Regions from separate parts of the Gossypium hirsutum genome. Here region 1 is linked to region 2. Evidence: chromatin contacts called from public Hi-C data. All regions are on one chromosome and are shown on one strand. The core of a region is the stretch at or near the end of the contact, and the rest is flanking DNA. Distances in the headings are between cores, read along the strand shown.

The links. Hi-C and Micro-C count contacts between places; a contact is called where the count stands out from the background.
Region 1: a contact with region 2 is called in a Hi-C map of leaf, with 2.7 times the contacts expected there. The contact joins the promoter of LOC107892032 here to the enhancer-like site in region 2. A contact is called at or near these places in 3 of 34 Hi-C or Micro-C datasets (fibers and leaf).

What each region holds. Positions count from the first base shown.
Region 1 is chrD09:25,378,168-25,380,867 of Gossypium_hirsutum_v2.1, forward strand. It overlaps LOC107892032 (cleavage stimulating factor 64), which reads left to right and starts at 1,287. Exons shown (of 7, transcript XM_016816997.2): 1 at 1,287-1,502; 2 at 1,625-1,702; 3 at 2,199-2,237; 4 at 2,317-2,700. The coding sequence starts at 1,410.
Region 2 is chrD09:25,251,497-25,254,196 of Gossypium_hirsutum_v2.1, forward strand. It overlaps the pseudogene LOC107892685. Among protein-coding and RNA genes, the nearest start is that of LOC107892028, 38 kb to the right of the region's middle. Within about 2 kb of position 1,370, at least 8 of the 9 cell types and tissues checked have an H3K27ac peak or open chromatin away from gene starts, as enhancers often do. A contact at or near this core is called in fibers and leaf, where this site is marked.

The DNA of each region.
Region 1 (2,700 bases), core at 37-2,536, 130 kb after region 2:
ACACTAATAAATATAAACTTTTAACAACACTAACATATATTAAAAAATGTCATAAACTATGCTCAACAACAATCCCAACAATCTGTTGTATATTTAACACTAATAGTTAGTAGATGTTAATGTATCAGTACATGAATTATAATATCATGGAAAAAATACTTACAAAGATTGAAGAAGATATATGAAGATTGCATAATATATAAAAGATAATAGATAGAAGAAGATAATAATACTCAATAAAAATTGTTGAATAAACTCACTATTCTAATTTGCCATGGTGTCAAGGTATATGTATATACATAATTTCCATCCTCCCCCACCTTTACCATTACTATTTCACTTACATGTTACTCAGACACTACATTGTTCCATCATCTCCAAATAGCATTTTGTCTTGTTCTACCATCTCAACCTTCTGCCTTGTTCCATCATTTCCAAACAATTTTCTTTTGACCTAGCCATCGCATTTTTCAACCTCTCACGCATGCATGAGAAAACTATATTTCTCAGCCTTCATGTGCTCCTTCATTGTGCATACATGCAAGGTAAATAGTTTATACACTAAAGTCGACACCTCCAGGATATTACTACCATTGACGTCGACTTTTCGAGATGTCAACTTTGAAGTCGGTCCTCTAATATGGACTTCACTTCTCCCTTTTGTAAACTGACTAGTTTGCCAAATAATTCAACAAATCAACTATATAACTAAGGGTGGAGGGGGTAGGGCCCTTAACCCACAAAATGAAAAAAAATGATTCTTTTAATCTCAAAATTTATAAGATTTTAAGTTAATATCAATGTTGTTTGAACCAAACCAAACTGGCCAATCGGATCGGGAATCGACCCGGAAAGGGTTTTGAACTAGTTGACCTAGGTGAAAGACCGGTTGAACTAGATTTTTTTTAATATTATTATTACTTAAATTTTTAATAATTTTCTAATCAAACCCATTATACCGATTGAATCAACGAATCAATAGTCTGATCGGTCCGACCAACGATTCGATTTAGAAAACATTGTTTAATATAAGTAAAATTATTAGTTGCCTTCCAAATACTAAAATTTTGGTTTAATCCTTTTAAAAACTATTATAATATAAACTAATTATAATATAAACTAATATAATAAAAAATTATATTTTAACTCATAAAAATATACAACATAACCTCTAACCCTACAAAAAATTTAATGACTTCCCTCGTGTGTGTGTGTGTGTGTATAGTAAATTAATTTTTTCAACTCATACAAAAAAAAAAAAGCCTGGGCTAAGCCTAAGACCTCTTTTTAAGGTCGATTCCATTTTAGTGGGCTAATACCTTTCAAAACCACATCGCTATAAGTTCTCAGACTGAAGCCGAAAACCACTCCCTGATCTCTGTTGCTTGCTGTAACACTCGGCGGAGACAATGGCGGGAAAGCAAGTTGCTGACGAAGGTTTGCCAGCCAACATTGCCGGAATGTCGAAGAACCAGCTTTATGATATTATGTCAAACATGAAGGTACTCTCTCTTTCTGTTTTCTATTTGGTTTCAAAATTTTATTTTCGTTTCTTCCAAACGCCACTTCCTCAGCCGTTAAATCTAATTAGTGGTTTTTCCTTCTTTATTTTGGGTATATACAGACACTTATAGAACAAAACCAGCAGCAGGCGAGGGAGATCCTTATCCAAAATCCTCTCTTGACGAAAGCCCTTTTCCAGGTTTCCCTTTTCTTCTTTGTTTATTTACTTTTCAAATATGAAAAAAACTCCCTTCTTCCTTTGTTTTAATATTGATACTAGTTATGTGCATGACTGACTGTTGATTGATATTACTATTAGCATCGCGTAACCCTTTAGCTTTACACTCTCTTGATATCCCTTGTAGGCTGAAGTTGTAATTTTTTGTTGCCTTTTCTTGGTATAGAGGTTGATGTTAGCTTGTCACTAGGAATCAAGCATTTCGGAACCTTTGTATGGACAATTAGGTCTCTGGAGTTAGCTTTGTAGTAATGAGATGCGTTTAGTTCTAGTTGCAACTCAAAATAAGAAGTTGCTAACCATCTTTCTTGATGGACTTGTTCTAGAGTGCTGCACAGCTTGATGGGTTAATTACCCTTCTTTTGCTTTAAATTGCATCTACTTTTTAGATGGTGTACTGTTGATTTAGTAGCTTCCATGCCTGACTAGGTTTCTTTGATTATTCTTGTTTCTTCAGGCTCAGATTATGCTCGGAATGGTTAAGCCCCCTCAAGCGGTATGCTTTTGATCTCTGTAATATCATCCTTGAAATTATGTTTAGGGACTGTGCTAGTGTACTTACTGTTTGTGTTTAGATTCCAGCTATTCAGCCACCTGCATCACAACAATCTCAGCAATCAGTACAACCACCCCCTCAGCCAAATATCCAGCCAGCACATTTGTTGCCAGGTCAAGTTCGCTTGCAAGAACAAGCTGCTCCATCCCAGATCCAAGCTCCTGTAAGGAAACAGCATCAAAACCAAGCTGGGACAAGAATCTCCGTTGCTTCTGTTCCTGCTGCAAATCTTCAGTCTCAATCCATACCACCACATTCCCTACAGACACCACAGCAAACAAAGGTCCATTTGAATCCTCCAATGTCTCTTCCACATTCCTCCCAACTCCCAAATGCACCTCAACTTCCTCTGCAGTCACCTTTACATCCTCCTGCTCATCATCAAACCCATATGTCAACATCC
Region 2 (2,700 bases), core at 120-2,619:
CTGAAGGTTGGGCATGATTCAAGATTCAAGATTCAAGAAATTTAAAATTAAATACTCAAACCTATATTGCTTGAGATCTTTTTCTTTTTAAGTATTCGTATCTGGTACATGGATATAGCAATATGAATTTCAAGGACCTCCAAATACAAAGACAAACTTGAAAGAATCTAACCATGCCCAGAGACAGAACAACAACACAAAAGATGAATCTCTTAACAGAAAAAGTCCCAACCCTCCCGAATATGAAACTCTAAACACAGTGATATGAAGAATACCATATTTTAGCAAGATATAAATCTCCACTATCACTTAAAACATCTTAAAGAATGGTACAGAGAGAAACGAAAGTTGCAATGCATGGAATACATTAACATAAAACATTGAGTTCATAGATGAATCCAACACGCATGTTGGACACATATCCGAGTTGAATAAAAATATGAAGATAAACCCTCTAAAAACCCTCTAAATATATGAAAAAAGAATACCATGTCATACATACACTGTTTCCAACATCTACACTCCAGTTCATGTAACATAGTACGAATATAAAAAGGTATCTAAATCCATCAAGAACCCTAGACTTGAAGGTTCCCGGATTTTGATTCATAGCAGTAGCACCGATATCAATAACAAAGCTTAAAAAAGAGTCTAAACAAAGATCAAAATCGATCGAATTCAAGACAAAAACACTAGAAGCTTGATTCGAAGCTCAGGCATAATTCAAGATTCAGGAAACATATATAATTAACCAAAAACGATAGCACTACTGAAATCAATTCGACCCTAAATCTAAAATATTAACAAATGAATAAGAAATTAAATGAAAACGAATATTTACCTTCAGCGTCATCTTTATCCTTGTCATCGTCATCATCGTCGTCGTCATCGTTGTCGTCGTCATCTTCAACTACAGGTTGTTCGGGTTGCTCAGACTGTGAATCGAAAATAATAAAAACAAATACCCAAACTTGAGTAACAGAAAAGTAAAATAATGAAAAATACGAGAGAGCCAATTCATTTTAAGTCACAGAAACCCTAGAAAATAAAAGGTCTAACAGAAGCAGTAGCAGCAGTCGCCGTGCAGAATGCTGAAGACCAAGCCGAATGCTGAAGGCGAACAGAAACAGTAGCAGCAGATGCGGAAATAAGAAGGAAATAAGGAAACTAAGATGAAGGGAAATAAGAAGGAAAAAAGGGAAACGCAGAGATGGAAAGGAAAGGAGAAGATGAAGCTGAGGGCAAAAAATGAAAATTGGGAAAAAAATTACTCCCGTGGAATGGAATATCTATTCAGCGGTGAAGAAAGGAATGCCTATTCAACATTTTCCCGTAATAGAGCCTGGAATGGATTCGGGCTGTAATACCATTACAGTCAACCAAACTATTGGTTTGGTGGTAGGCCCACCGAATTGGGGGAATGCATTCCTAAAGATGATATTATCTATGTCATGAAAGTGAATGGCAAAATCCAAGAGTTGCTTTGGGCGGGTAGCTTAATAATGAGAGACGGCCATGTTAAAATTCTAAGTCTAAGAGAGACATTGTTAACCATATATTAAAAGAGCCTCTTGGACGAAATCAAGTTCTCCGATGAGAACTAGATATATGCTACCCTGATTCATCTCTTTGTAAAAAGTTGTGTACAAGGCGGGTTGCGATTTCCACCACGAGCTCCACCACTCGTAGAAGGAATCACAACATGCTTGTTACTCTATGTGGATTGCTATGTTAGATATCAAGCTATCATAAGATTTTATGGCATTCATCTTGGTTCTGAGAAAAGTGATTGATGATTCTCAAGAAATTTATTATGATGATGATGAAATCAAGTATGTGGTGCTCGATGACTAGTTTTTTTGGGTGTTTATTTATATTTGCATTTTCTTTTCACTACCAATATGTTAAAAATGTATCGGAGTTTTTTATGTAAATATATAATGCACTATGTTATTCTTTTTCTTTTTGTCGTTTGTGCATTATATTTTCAATATTACAAATAGTTTGATATTTATTACAATTAAATAAATTAGTCACAATTAACATATTTGTATTGAATTTGATTGTTAAATTTAGTTTATTGTTGGTTCTGTATAATATGATAATTATCACTATTTTTTCTTTATTGTGATAATAAAATAAATGGAAATTAAGTATGCTAGGTGTTAATGTGTGCGTGTCTTTGACCACATCACGGCGAGTGAACGTCGAGTACAGAATCAACACAAAAATATCAGAAATTAAAGTGGTTTGACTGCAAGTATGACAGATCAGTTGTAATATTTGTGTGTTATAACGGAACACTAAGCATTCCGAGGATCAGACCCAAGAGAGATCAAGCGGTAAGGTGATTAACAATGACAATGCATGCAACTAAGAAGTCTAGCTAGCTAATGATTAAGTATTATATTACGGCAAAATCGTCACCAAAGATTAATTATGCTAAATTACACATAGGAGGACTAAATTGAATAATAGACAAAAGTGTACAAATATCAATTCAATGGGCTAAAGTGGTCAGTTGATGTCCATATTGCTAGTCAATTCTTGGATTAGGGATCTAAATTGCTCAAACTCCTAATTGGTTCAATTTTACCTTTCGATCACCATTTTACTTAATTAAAAGATTTACTCTTGTTTATCTTTCAACCACACTAAACTAAATCGGGACAATCAAATTGGTTTGCAATAGGTTCTCCT